Regions from separate parts of the Mus musculus genome. Here regions 1 and 3 are each linked to region 2. A link is a contact called in public promoter capture Hi-C data. All regions are on one chromosome and are shown on one strand. The core of a region is the stretch at or near the end of the contact, and the rest is flanking DNA. Distances in the headings are between cores, read along the strand shown. Region 1 overlaps Dnah8 (dynein, axonemal, heavy chain 8). Region 2 overlaps Umodl1 (uromodulin-like 1). Region 3 overlaps Dnah8 (dynein, axonemal, heavy chain 8).

What was found. Promoter capture Hi-C pulls out the DNA fragments that hold promoters and counts their contacts.
Region 1: a contact with region 2 is called in a promoter capture Hi-C map of hippocampal neurons, with 3 times the contacts expected there. The contact joins two enhancer-like sites. A contact is called at or near these places in 7 of 39 promoter capture datasets (cranial neural crest, embryonic stem cells, frontonasal cranial neural crest and 4 more), 1 of 15 datasets of contacts at CTCF or cohesin (large pre-B cells), 12 of 484 Hi-C or Micro-C datasets (CD8 T cells, cerebellar granule neurons, cochlea and 6 more), 2 of 115 datasets of contacts at active chromatin or transcription factors (differentiating embryonic stem cells and embryonic hindbrain) and 3 of 9 other capture datasets (adipose tissue, liver and pancreatic islet).
Region 3: a promoter capture Hi-C map of hippocampal neurons shows a contact between it and region 2, with 2.1 times the contacts expected there. The contact joins two enhancer-like sites. A contact is called at or near these places in 9 of 39 promoter capture datasets (the 3T3-L1 cell line, 3T3-L1-derived adipocytes, cranial neural crest and 5 more), 1 of 15 datasets of contacts at CTCF or cohesin (large pre-B cells), 9 of 484 Hi-C or Micro-C datasets (the G1E-ER4 cell line, the HL-1 cell line, cardiomyocytes and 4 more), 2 of 115 datasets of contacts at active chromatin or transcription factors (acute myeloid leukemia and embryonic stem cells) and 1 of 9 other capture datasets (pancreatic islet).

The regions. Positions count from the first base shown.
Region 1 is chr17:30,743,745-30,748,689 of GRCm38.p6, reverse strand. Dnah8 (dynein, axonemal, heavy chain 8) reads right to left here. Exons shown (of 93, transcript NM_013811.3): 49 at 4,015-4,176; 50 at 1,686-1,932; 51 at 1,302-1,543; 52 at 703-843; 53 at 1-182. Among named protein-coding and RNA genes, the nearest start is that of Gm24661, 36 kb to the left of the region's middle. Within about 2 kb of position 1,874, at least 10 of the 459 cell types and tissues checked have an H3K27ac peak or open chromatin away from gene starts, as enhancers often do. A contact at or near this core is called in hippocampal neurons, where this site is marked.
Region 2 is chr17:30,976,187-30,980,820 of GRCm38.p6, reverse strand. It overlaps Umodl1 (uromodulin-like 1), which reads right to left. Exons shown (of 22, transcript NM_177465.4): 7 at 220-474. Among named protein-coding and RNA genes, the nearest start is that of Umodl1, 24 kb to the right of the region's middle. Within about 2 kb of position 3,345, at least 11 of the 459 cell types and tissues checked have an H3K27ac peak or open chromatin away from gene starts, as enhancers often do. A contact at or near this core is called in hippocampal neurons, where this site is marked.
Region 3 is chr17:30,824,140-30,828,747 of GRCm38.p6, reverse strand. All of the region lies in intron 85 of Dnah8 (dynein, axonemal, heavy chain 8), which reads right to left. Among named protein-coding and RNA genes, the nearest start is that of Gm41561, 32 kb to the left of the region's middle. Within about 2 kb of position 2,602, at least 14 of the 459 cell types and tissues checked have an H3K27ac peak or open chromatin away from gene starts, as enhancers often do. A contact at or near this core is called in hippocampal neurons, where this site is marked.

The DNA of each region.
Region 1 (4,945 bases), core at 625-3,124, 230 kb after region 2:
GGCAGGTTCAGCTTGCTCCCGTGACCTCGGAGGAAGACTTCCAGTTTTTCCCTGCTATCCAGTTCCAAAAGGGCTCCCAGGCTCCACATCAGACCAAACACAAACAGCTTGTGGAGGTGGTCCCCCGACGAGACGCCACCTTCTTCTTTGGAAGGGATTAAACCTTCCAGGAGATTGAGAGACTGGAAGAGATTTCAGATAAGATCCATTTTTTTTTTTTTAGTCTCAATTTTAAAAATGCGCAGGCTGACATTTTTGAAAGGAGAAAATGGAAAGCAAGAGGGGGAAGAGAAAAGAAAACAGAAATAATATCTCAAGACATAGCCTGATGAGTGTCCTTGCGGTCCCCAGTGTTAGAGGACAGATAAAGCTTCGGTCGGGCTGTGTGACCAACGGAAGTGAGGAATGAGTTGGGAAGCCACAAGTGTGGGTTCTACCCCAGCTCCTGTGGCTGGGTCTGCTTTCCCCATCTAAAAACTAAAAGGCCTCCTCTGTGGCTCCTGGCTCCAAAGTTAGATTACTAGTGTGCGGATTCATCCCTCTTTCTCTAGGGATTCAAATCTCAGAGCCCTCACCCCCCAAGCCACTTAAAAAGAGCTCCTAGGCTGTAGGACTTCCTATACTAGGTGCCCCGTGAGGCAGCCGAGCGGAAAGCTTCAGGTGTTTTCAGAAGGGTGGGTACAAAGCAGAGCGGAGTCTCACCTGCATGATGTAATTACACTCCAGGAGCTGCATCTTGGGGTTGAGGCTTAGTTTCATGTACGTGTATGCGTCTTCAAACACCTTATCATACAGACTCAGGAAGACGGAGGCTTCCTGCTGGCTGCGCTTCTTCAACCATGCCTGAGGTCAAAGGACAACATCTAAGCACTAGGAAAGTGTAGAGCTGCCAGTGCGACTCTGTAGATCAAGTGCTTGCTTGTCTTGCGAGCTCGGAGACGTGGGGTTGATTCCCCGAACTCACATCAAAAAAAAAAAAAAAAAAAAAAAAAAGCCGGATATGCTGGCATGTGCTCATGATACCAGCGATGGGGTTTGGGGAGGGGGAGGGGACAAGCAGGTCCTTGGGACCCCCTGGGTAGTCAGCCTAGCCTCCTTGACAGGTTCCAGGCCATTGAGAGACACTATAGACAAAGTAAAAGAAGTGTGGATGGTAAGGTGGCTTAAAGAAAAACACCCAAGGTTATCCAATGGCATCCCCATGTACCCGTACACTGGGCTATCTGCACACGCGTGTACACACGTAAGCAAAAATGAGAAGAGCAGAGACCTGTAGACCCTGGCCTGTTTCCGGTCCCCACCTGTAATATCGGCCTCCAGCTGAGAGCCGAGCTGCTGATGTATACCATGCCCATCCTTGACACCGTGGCAGGAGAGGCGTTCTCAATGTTGTGCACCTCAAACAGCAGCTTACAGGTAGGGGCCATGGGGATGCGGTCCCCGTTAGCCAGGGTGAGCGTCTTGTTATCGTCCAACACGGAGTTTAAGTTCTCAATCCAGATGGCATCCACGGGGCCGTCTAGGATGAGGAAGATGTTCTCACCTGCAAATGAGGACGGGAAGTAGGGGAAGATAGATCGGTTTTTCCTTCTGCAACTAATGAAAACGGGAAACTGAGCAAATGCAAGGTCCGTTCTAATAAGCTCGCAGGGAAAGAGTGAACTCGGAGGGAGGCCCGTGCCTACCCTTTTTAGCTTTTAATGTCTTCCTCCACAGAGTGGAAAAGATCCCATCTGTCCAGTCGTTGGTGGCTGTATCCAGCCTGCCGAACATCTGAGGCGCGGTAATCGCCTTTGGATTCATTCGCATCTCTCTGTGAGGCCTCCCACACTCCGTTAATGATTTCATCAGAATTGTTATGACCGTCGTCTTCCCAGAACCGCTGGGCCCGAGGGTCATCAGGCCATGCCGTACCAGAGAGGTCTCATATAACTACACCATCAAATGACACATTGGGAAACGTAGGTTATTAGTCTCCGGCTGATGTTTCTGCGTGCTAGCTGAAATTTTAAAGGCTTTAAATAATATCTAAGTGTCCTTTGTTTCACTGGATTTGGGAAGCAAAACTAGTGTGGCGTTGAAAAACAACATAGGTGATAAAGTAATGATGTCGTGGGGCTTGAATTACATTTTGCAAATAATTAATTCAGGATCTGCTTTCTGCCTCATGTGACATGGGTGGGTGGGTGCGTGTGCTGTGTGGTGATGTCGCCCCCCAGTGGTGGAAAGCAGCAGCGCACAGCATCTCGGTAAAGATCTAGGGTGCCCCTGAGCCTGCCTCTGGGTCTCCAGAGGCACAGCTTGAATAAAGATTTTTGCATGTGGAAGTGATTTACTTGGGGAGAGCCCTCGGAAGATACAAAGAAGGGTGTGGATATTACAGTCCCAGGGATGGGAAGACTGGGGTAAGGTGCAACGGAGGACAGCTGCAGCAGGCAGACAAGCATGACCCCACCAGGGACTCTCCACCTAGAAGCAGAGGAACCTGGCCTTCCTATCCCCTCGCCCAGCCATCCTTCCTTGAGGGGATAGTACTTGGGAGCAATAAGTGCTCGGGAAATGCCTGCCCCTGCGCCCACACACAAAGTGCCTTCAGTCTTCCGTTTGCTCCGAGAACAAGAAGCATACATGGGTACGTGGGAGTGGGAGAGAGGATTTAAGGAGGCATACTAAGAACACAGCAGGGAGTGGGCTGTGGAAATAGCTCAATCAGGAGGGGCTTGCCTAGAGTACGTGATGCCCTCGGCTTCTGATGCACCGTGTAAGGGGGCACACTCCTATAATCCCAGCACTCCAGAGACAAAAGCAGGGGGGGGGGGCAGTCAACAGGTCAGGGCCATCCTCGACTATATAGGAAGTTCTAGGCCAGCCTGGGCTAAAGATCTAATGTAGTTGAGCCATAACACATGTTCACACTCACACATATGCACATCCATGCACACACACACACACACACACACACACACACACACACACACACACACTTGTAGGGAGAGTTTTGGTTTCTTTAACCACCCAGTGACCTTATGTGTAAATGTTTTTGTTTTAGTCCCAGGTGTGGGGTATGGGCCTGCTTCAATCTGTCTACAGCTGTTAACTATGATTGTCTCGTCCTCGGATCGGGGCAAGGGCAGTGGCATGGTTTTTGCCAGCTGCAGATAGTTTCATTCTGGGAACTCTGAGGAGGGCATACATGCCTGAGCCCTAAGAGAGGCAGGAAGAATAAGGAGGAGGAGAGGGAGGAAGACGGAAGAAGAGGAGGAGGAGGAAGAAGAGGAGGAGGAAGAAGACAACTGCTGCTTCCTGCAGCCTCCTGCTGCTCCTGCTTGCTCTTGTGATGGTTTAACAAGAAGCTGGAGCTCTCCTGACTGTGACGATCAGCCTGGCCCCAAGGAACACAATGCCCCTCTCATCTGCAGGAAGTAGTCTAAAGAGGTCTGTGCCCCCTCGCCCCTCTGACCTTCTCTTTCTCCTCCTTAGTGTTGGGGGCTGGAAGGGATCGGGGAGGAATAAGGGTCGGAAGGGAGGTAGACTTCTAATAACCCAAGAAAATGACAAAGCAATTATGCCAACAGATGCTCATACACACACCTGCACACCTCATGTACACACACACACACACACACACACACACACACACAAGCAAAGGAGCAGACCTAGGTTCCTCATGCTCTAGGGTGTGTCCCCTTGAAGCGTCTGCAGCAGGTAGTACTGCCAGGCCCACAGCAAGAGGCCTGCTGGGCCGTGCCTCCCCATCCCAACTATCTCCCATTCCAGTAACCGTCAACCTTCTCAGGAGGGTGAAGTAACAGCTCGACTAAATGACTGCCTGATTGCCGCACGACAGGGCAATGCACTCTTTCCTAAGACAAACGCAACCCTGAGGATTCGCCGTATGATGGTGGAGGCCTGGCATCTAAACTCAGTTTCAACATTCACATCTGGTAAGTATCGTGGGGTGGGCTACGCCGTGACCGCTGATGGGCACTCGCTGTGGGTTTCCGATGCCCTTACCTGCACTAATTTGAGGTTCCAGGGTGGGTGGTTTATCAGACCTTCTAGGTTAACCTGGTTGTCCACCGCGGATTGCAGTTCCGCGTAAGTACTGCTGTCCAGTTGTAACCCCGGAAACAGGTCGTTGATCAAGCTGAGGAACAGAGGCTCATCTTCGTCAACCTAGGAGGGCAGACATGAGCACAAGCGTACTCAGTCAACAGTTGTCTCTTAGCTAAGTAGGACATATGCACCCTGCCCCCGGTGACTTAATCCCACAGTGGCTGGAAATCTCTATCCAATCAGCATCCTGTCTTTATCTTTAAGGAGTAGGTTTGCGTAAGCTGACCCCCTCCCCCAACACTTGGTGTGCTGTGTCTTTAATACACAGATGGCTGTGTTCCCAACTTCCAGTCCCTTCTCAACTTCTTCTATCCACTGGAGCTCCCTCAGTACTTTTTATTTTATGATTTATTTTTATGTATGTGTCTGTGACTATGTGTGGATATGTAGACATGAGTGCAGTTACCCACAGACGCCAGAAGGGGGCGTAGGATTTCCCCACCCCACACCCCCTGGAGCTAGAGTTGGCAGTTTGGAGCCACTTGGCATGGGTGCTAGAAACTGAACTCCGATCTGTTGGAAGAGCAGCAAGTATTCTTAATCACTGAGTACTCCAACCCCCCAAACACACACACACACACATGCACATATCACACACACACACACCTCACTTATCTCACACACTCAGTCAAACATACATATGCACACTCACACACACATTTACACATATGCACACTCCACACTAATACTGACACACTCACAGTCACACACACGCATGCTCATACACATTTACACACATATACTCACACATATACAAACACATAGACACTCATACACTCACACACATACATACATACACACACATAGGCACACTCAGAGAGACACACAC
Region 2 (4,634 bases), core at 2,096-4,595:
GTCTTCACAGAGCTTGTAGGTCAGCAAGCAAGGAGCCCGTGTAAGCACCATGCAGCACTCTGTCCAGTGTGGGATCACCAGCGGATCAGAGAGAGCTCATGCAAGTAGACAACCCTCCCGCTCTGCATTCAGAAGGAATTGTATGACATGCTAGAGTCCCAGAACTCTGGGACAGGAAAGCCCACTCCAGGAAGCACGGCTTTCAGACTAGTGCCTTACCTGTCTTGACAACCAGTGTGGCAGAGACATTGGCCCCGCACCCCAGGTAGCTAGTCCTCACTCTGTAAAGTACTCCAGCCTCCAAGTCAGACACAGCCATAGTGTGGCCCCTTGTCCAAGCGCTTCTGAGTATCTCTTTGCCTTTGTACACTTGAATGTGGAAATTGTAGTTCTGAGTGGAATTCAAACTCCAGGACACATGGAAACTGCTGCTGGTGACATTAAGTGCCACGAAATCTCGGATTGGAGGGCAATCTGGGGAAAAATAAACATGGACTTCAGAGAGGAGGCATCTCAGCTTTCATCCCACCTGCTCACCCAGCAGGGTGACTAATGCTCAGAACAACACTCGCTCATCTTACAACAATTAACTAATTTACTTAGTTTAAAAACAAAGGTTGAAGGCTGAGAAGACAGCTAGGTAGATTAACCGATTGCCTCAAAAGTGAGGGGGGGGGAGGGGAGCAGATCCCCAAACCCATGTAAATGCCTGGTAATCATGGCAGCTGCCTGTAACTCCAGCACTTCCTAGACGGGGATAGGGGACCACTGCCTCTCACCTAGAGCAAGCTGGCTAGTGAAGCTAGACGATCACACTGATAGGCTCTGGCCCAAGTGAGAGACCCTGCCTCAAAGGGTATAGTGGAGAGAAATTGAGGAAGACTCCTAGCTCCTCCTAGCTCAGGCCTCCGTGTGTGAATGTGCATATGTGTACGGACACATGCATGCACCAATAAATACAGGCACATGTGTACACACACCACAGAGGCATATACACTAAAGTGAGTTACATGGTAGGTAGGAAGTCACCTGGTGTTGTTGCCTGGCCTCTGTATGCACCCACACACAGAAGTTAGAACAGTCTATGGGAACCATGAAACCATGACCAAAAGAGGTCTATAGTGAAGGCCATTGTTCTGTGCTGTGGCCAGGGTGTGTGTGTAAAATATGGGCTTGACATGTGTTGCCAGGCTACGGTCGGTCATGCGTGTCCTGCATGTCCAACTGCGTGTCCACAAGGCTTTTATCCTGATTGTCTTTAGCCATTGGCTTAGGAGTCAGACAGGGTTTCCTCCACAGCCCCGTTTTCACTTTCCCATCTAAACATGAGTTCTGCAGAGCAAGCAAAGTATTAAACAGCATCCACTCTATAACTAAAGTGGAATTCAAGCTCCGCTTCGGGTGGACCAGGAGCTCTGGCTCCCTGGTGGTCGGCTCCCAGTGGGAACTATGTAAGAAGTGGGTGCCATCAGAGTTTTTACACCAGAATTTCAGTTCTGCTAAAAAGAATAAGCAATCAGGACTTAAAAATATTTTGTAAAAGCCATACTAAAGGGGGAAAAACCCCTCTTAAATGATATGGTTTCCCAACACCTTTTTTATGAGAGCTTGAAGGATACAGTTGAAGAGATAAATCAGTCAGTAAGGCCATTAAGCCTTGCAGTTTGAGGCAGAACGTCCTGCTCCAAAGCTATCCAAACACAGGGCGGAGAATGCACGATGACCTTGAGAGGGCTCTTATGTAGAAAAGAGCTGGTGTGATGAAATCTAGGGTGGTCCTAAATGTAATCACAGGTGCCTTCATAGCAGAGCATCAGAGGGACAGTTAACACAGCAAGAACAGGAGGTCACATGAGGACAGAGTGGAGAAAGAACCGTAGGCGCTGACATCAAAGGCTAGAGAAGCGCCACGAGCCAAGGAGTGCAGGCAGCCATCAGAAAAGGCAGGGAGCGAATCATCCCAGAGCCCCCAGAGGACCCTCAGTCCAACCATCTGGCCTAGTGATATCTGTCGTGAGCTCGTGGTCTCCTGGACTTCGAGAGGATGTTTTCCATGATTTATGCTGCGCTGTCCAAGGTACTTTGTTCCAGCGGCTACAGGGTGGTTATACATCCTCAAGTCCTGTTCAGTGAGTTTCCAGGCAGCCTTCCACACTGGGCAGAAAAACTTGTGGGGTAGCTCTTTGGATCACTCCAGTACCCTAAGGCCAACCTGTCTTTGTAGAACCCTTCTGTGGTGTTTTAAGATAAAAACTCACCTCACCCCCTCTTTCCCAGGAACTTGGATCCATCCTCCACCAACCAGGACGCCTCCTTCCTATGATTACTCTGAAGCTTACCATGGCCCTAGCAAACAACACTTGACTCTTGAGGTTTCCCACGATCTGAGAGTGTCCCCACACCCTCTGTCCTCCATCTTAGGGGACAACATCATCACCAGCACCTGTGTCCCCCTGAGAGAGACCCCAAAGGTCTGTTCTGATGGCTCTCCTTCATGGAAGAAAGGGACAAGGAAACTTGTTAGACCATCACCTGAGATCCCAGCCATGTCTTCCTTCAGCCCTGCTCCCAGCTGGAAGTGGTCTAAGAAGGTGCTAGAAGATAGAAGGCTTACTGGATGGGGGGTATGTCTAAGCAAGTATGGGGGCGGCATCATCGTCCACACTGCTATGAGATTTGTCGTTGATGTGGCTATTTGGGAGCCATCCCATATGCCTGTGGGTGAACCTATGCTAGGCTTGGAGCCCTCTCTTCGGTCCATTGTTAGAGCCTTATGTCAGGTGTGTAGATCTCTGTTCACACAGCAAAGTGCTACAGAAAGAAACCCCGATCTTCCAAAATCCAGGTCAAAAGCTCTGTGGCTCTCCCCATGCTGTGGCTGGGGACAGAATCCCAAAATTCAATGATCCTTTTGGAGTTGTTCATCAGAGTCACCAGGGCTATGGTTCTGGGCTCTTGTTCCTTCTGGGTGGCCCTGAGCCATCTCCTTCTGATCAGGGACACGGGGACACCACTTCATGAGATCTCTCTGTCAAACTCTGTTCCTCTTTTCTTTTGCATCCAGCAGCTTGACACCCAAGTCTTGTGGAATGTGAAGCCTCGAAGACAGACTCAATCAAACATTCTGGTTATTGAAATCAAACTCAAATGGGAGCCACAAGGATTGCCTGAGGGATCATTCCTCTTACTCCAAGCCAGCCTTGCTCACTTTGGCAGTTGGCACTCCTGCCCCACCAGGCCACAAATGGTGGCAGCTAAAAAGCTGGCAGGTGCCAGTCGAGCATGGAGATTAGATAGGGGAGGATCCAGGCCTTCCTCAAGGCAGGACACATCCCTAGAATAGCAAGGGCAAATTATGCAAGACTTCTTTGGGCTGTTGTCTTGTGCAAGAATCCAGCTGCTCCATGGACCATCTGTTGGGTGACTAATTTCACAAGAAATGCATCTGAAAATTATGCTGTATTTTCCAGCGACTTGTACAGCTGAGCCAGTCCAACAGATTGCCCCTTTGTATTAGCTTCTAAATTTAAAATACATGCAGCAAAAACTGGTTTGAACGCTCAAGTCTGGAAACACACACACACACACACACACACACACACACACACACACACACACACGCACATACAGCCCTCTTCCATCTAGAAAAGCCTTCCTTTGTCTTGTCCCCTATCCATCCTCAGTCCTTGATCTGGAAGCTACTAGGGGCTTATTCTGCCTATGGCACAGCCCAATTTAACTGGTAGCAAAAGTAATTGCAGAGAGAGCCTAGCATCTTAGCAGACCATTGACCACAGTCAAAACGACAGTGTTACAGCCTGTCTACCCACTACAAGGACAGGATACTCAGAATCTACAGACCAGGGAATCTCTGAAACATGAGAGCACACAGCAAGCTCCCGGGAATTACAGTGTGTGAGGTAGGCATGCAATTCTTCAGAAGCCTAAAATTCCTGGGCTCCTCAGATAGAAGGCCTTTGAAGGCAGAATGGAGTTGCTAGTTGTCTGTCTTCATTTGCAATAACAGGGGACCCTAGGAATGGAACCTTCAAGGTCCTTATATTGCAGAGATGTGCAGTGCAACCTCACTATGTGTCTTAGTTTGGGTTTTATTGCTGTGAACAGACACCATGACCAAGGCAACATTGTTGTCTTATATGGACAACATTTTATTGGGGCTGGCTTACAGGTTCAGAGGTTCAGTCCATTATCATCAGGGTGGGAGCATGACAGTATCCAGGCAGGCATGGTCCAGGAAGAGCTGAGAGTTCTACATCTTGTTCCAAAGGCAGCTAGGAGAGGACTGACTTCCAGGCAGCTAGGATGAGGGTTTTAAAGCCCATGCCCACGATGACACATCTACTCCAACAAAACCACACCTACTCCAACAAGGCCACACCTCTTAATAGTGCCATTCTCCAACCTAAGTATATACAAACCATCACACTATGTCTGGCATTTTCTCAAGAGATCTGAGCCCTGGTGTATGGTCCACTACCTTTCTGTTACTAAAGTTGAGTGACATGACCTGTCACTTTCAGGGGAATGAGGGACACAGGGAAGTTTCAGCAGAACTCATGCACACAAAACTCCATGGGTTTCTCCCACTAAGGAGGGAGATGGTGGCATGAGGT
Region 3 (4,608 bases), core at 1,353-3,852, 150 kb after region 2:
AAACCATTAGCTTTAATTTGGATCCTGTTGTTCCAACCCTGTCGCAATACAGTGAAGGGCAGAAAACAAAGGATGAAGTTTAAAGCCCTCTCAAAAATGAAGGCGCTTCTAGTACATCTTGACCTGCACCTCTTGGGTTAGGTTGTCAAATGTTAATGTGACTCTTATCCCCACTGCTTAACCAATTGACTAAAAAAGGACAACGAGCCCAAGAAAAAGAGTTTCTACAGAGCAAAGGGAAACCATTGGCAAGATGAACAGACGGCCTGTAGAATGGAGGAAGCTTTTGCCAGCTCAACTTAAGACAGGGGTTAGTATATAGAATATATAAAGAATTGCAAAAAGTTAAGCACAAAAAAAAAAACCTACTTCCTGCCAGTTAATAAATGGAACTGTTAAAATAGGTCTCAAAAGGAGAAACACAAATGGCTAATATTTTACAAGTGTTTGGCACCTCTAGCTGCCAGTGTGATACAAATTAAAATGACATTGAGATTCATTTCATCACCCACCCACCCCAACCCCAGGTCAGAGTGGCGATTGATCAATCGATTGAACCTTCAAGAAAATAAACAGCAAAAGCTAGTGAGGGTTGGGGAAGGAACTCGTGCTTGCTGCCATTGCCAGTGCAAATTAGTGAAGCCATTATGAAAACCAGTTTGGAGGGTCCTTAAAAACAATTACAAATAGAACTACCATCTGACGCAGCCATAACAGCACCACCTAAAGGATTCTCTATCTTACCACAGAGGTACCTGTGTATCCATAGTTATTGCTGCTCTCCTCAGAATAGCTAGTAAATGGAGCCAGCATAGATGCCCATTAGCAGATGGGTGGACAGTGGAAAATGCCACATACACACAACTGAAGAGGAGGGGCAGGGAGCTGGGGAAGTAGTTAAGTAGGGAGACTGCCTTAGTTAAGGTTTTACTGCTGTGAACAGACACCATGACCAAGGCAACTCTTATAAGGACAACATTTAATTGGGGCTGTTTTACAAGTTCAGAGATTTAGCCCATAATCATCAAGGTGGGAGCATGGCAGCATCCAGACAGGCATGGTACAGGTGTAGCTGAGTTCTACATCTTCATCTGAAGGCTGATAGTAGAAGGCTGGCTTCCAGGCAGCTAGGTTGAGGATCTTAAAGCCTATGCCCACAGAGACACAGCTACTCCAACAAGGCCACATTTTGTAATAGTGCCACTTGCTGGACCAAGCATATACAAACCATCACAGAGACTCCACCCAAAATCCATTTGAAGAATGCCATAAGGAAGCCCAGTGCTTTGTATGCTAATTAGAAAGACTGAAAAAAAAAAAAGCTGAGTAGACAGTGCTAGGAATGTGAACTGAGTTTAAAAAGTTCTTCCTGCCACTTACACTAGGAAGATATGCACAAGTGAGAGTTTCCAAGCACCATGTTCTACCCTGTCTATGGAGGATGTGATGGGATGGAGGGTGTGGTGTTGAGAGAGGGCAGGCTGTTGTTCCTTGTCCTGTGTGCATCTCCTGATGGCTTTCCAGACTCTGCATTTATGTTTCCTAATCTGGCTTCTGTTGCTGTAATAAACACCATGACCAACCTGAGGGAGGAAAGGGTTTATTTGGCTTGCAGATTACAGTACATCACCAAGGAGAGCCATAGCAGGAACCTGGGGGAGGCTGGAACCTTGAGGCAGAAACTGCAGCAGAGACCATGGAGGGCTGCTTCTTACTGGCTTGCTTCCCGGCTCCCTCTCAGCTAACTTTCTTATACAACCTAGGTCCACCTGCCTAAGAATGGTTCTGCCCGTAGTGGAACCTACACCGATCAGCAATCAAGAGAATGCCCAACAGGCACACCAAAGGCCAATCCGATGGAGACAACTCTTCTGTTGAGGTTTCCTCTTCCCAGGTGTGTCAACTTGACAGCAAAACTAACCAAGATATTTGGTTTGTTTATCTTCTTGCCTCCTGTTAAAATATTTGGTCCTCTAACCAGATTTGGAAGCTTGGCAGTGAAGGACGGTCTTCCAACTTTGTCTTCATGTGGTAAAAAGATTTGCAGTTGTCTAAGCCACGCTGGTCATCACTATCCTAACGAAGGAACCCCACCCCCACCCCCACCCCCACCCACACCCCCATCCCCCCCACCCCCCACACCCACACCCACCCTCACACCTACACCCCCACGCCCACCCCCACCCCCACCCCCACCCTCAGTGAGGTTGATTCCAAGGCTAACTTGGAGCTTTGAAGTTGCTGAGTAGACCTCGGAGACATTGAGGTAAGCCTCTTTTAGGTTGTTCCAGCAGTCAGGGTTGGGTAGAGCCTTTCACATATTCACATGAAAATAGTCACCGTGGTTTCTTCTACCATGTAATCCTCAAACTGCAGAGTCTAAGTCACTTAGTGAAATGGAACCTATTACTCGTTTTTACAAACCACAAATAAAATAAAATCAGGATCTACAGTGAGTTTTACCTAAGCATTTGACTTAATTTTTGAAATTTAGGGTTCAATTAGATGGGGGGAGGTGAATGGGGTGTAATCCTTGCTATGCAATTGCTGGAGATACTCGATCTGGCTCCATGGAAACACTTCCATTAATATGCTCACAGCGATGGCAGCCCAGCCATTCCTTAGAAGGAGAGCTTCAGAAACTGCCCCAGTGCTAAAAGCTGCCTCAGTGCCTGTCGCCTTCAGATCCATTCTTATTTAAAGCATTCTGGGTTGGCTCACTGACCGCAAAAGCAGAAGAGTTGGGGGTGGGGGAGGGGTATATTTTTTAAAGAAGACAAAATCTCAGTGGATGCTTTTTTTTCCCGTTCATACAAAATCATTTCGAGTTCTTGTGCTCATCTGATGTACAAGTATCCACCCACCCGCTGATCTCTCTAAATGACAATAAAGGAAAAGGAGAATCAGGCTCCGAGAGACAGAGACAGCTCGGCGGATGGACATCCTCTCAAAAGCCTCAATGGGCTAAATTGATGCCTGAGAGACAAACCACTCGTGGGGGGTTGGGAGTGGAACTAACTCCCCAAAGCTGTTCTCCAACCACCCATGAGCCATGTCACTAGCCACCACCACCCCCATAAATAAACAACAATGTAATTTAAGAACCTCAAAAAAGAGAAGAACCAAAATTTAAAATAAAATAAAACAAAGAGGGCTGGAGAGATGGCTCAGTGGTTAAGAGTGGTTAAGAAGCGCTTCCTGAGGTCCTGAGTTCAAATGCCAGCAGCCACATGGTGGCTCACAGCCATCTGTATAATGGGACCTGATGACCTCTTCTGGTGTGTCTGAAGACAGCTAGGGTGTACTCACATACATAACATAAATAAAATCTTTTGAATAAACAAATAAAATAAAGAACAAGCAGTGGCATTCACGACTAAAAAAGAAAATAAAGTAAAATACCAAGCAGGGAGGGCCTGGGAGCTTCAATCTTGGGTGTAGATGTTGGGGCTATTTACAACACTGGATCTCTTCAGAACAAGCAGTATTTTGGAAGCCCTGGGATAAAGTCTTGTTAGTACAATAGAAACACACTAGAATATAGAGAATACATGTGCTCTCAAGAAGTTCCCACCTAGTCGAGAAAATAAGACAATGTGACAGAAAACGAACAAACAAACAAACAAACAAAACCAACAACCAGAGGCCCAACCCCAGGCTTCTGGTTCACAAGGAAAATGAGGCTGCTCTGTAAAACCAGGTGAGAGGACTTCGAGTTTGGTGAAGGCGTGCAGAAAACACAGAAATACAAAGTCTGTAGAGAAGACAGCAGGCAGGAGGTCCTACTGCAGTAGAGGGTCCGAAGCGGAAACGTAAGGGTTCTTTGGAAAGTCAGCTGTGTTGGATGTGAAAGAATGTTTTCCTGAAGTGGACACAGGAGAAAGACTAAGACTAAGGAACGTTTGGCTGAAGCAGATGCAGGAGAGAGGATGTTCTACTAAAGCAAGCACATGAAAGGACACATGATGAAGGATTCTTTGCTAACAAACATGCATGTATTGGTCAGGACTCCACAGAGAGAAATACACCAAAAAACCTTATGGTGGCGTGCTGCAGTTTCTTGCCACTTTTGCTGACTCGGGCTGATTGGCAGAGTGATGTCAGCTGAAACAGACTCACGTACTGAGGCAAGACTTGTGCTGAGGCAACACACATGGAGGACACGTGCATGATGTTTGAAGGGAATATAAAAAGGACTTGACAAGCCAGTGACCAGAGAAAGCTAGGCTTGCTGGTACAGTTAGGTGTGTAACGCTTGTGGGTCTCGCATCTTTGTGGATCGCTTCGCTGAGAGAGAGGCACAGCCTAGAACTTCTCCTGGCTGAGACCTGGTTGTCTCTGCTAGGTAGTGCCACTGCTGTTGATTCCTGTTTGCTATCCCGACTCTACCGTACTGGGCTGTTGTTGTGTCCAACAAGAGTTTGCGAGTGGATTGACCTGCTGCTGCTGCTGTTGATCCGTTTACAGAGTCCACTCTCCCCGCCCCCGCATCTTTTCTTTCCCACTACCTCTGGTGGGTGGTGGACTACCAGCGAGGTTAAAGCATTTAAGAACCATGATTTAAAATAAGGTTTGAAAAAAATTAAAAGTTACAAGGGCAAGCTCCAT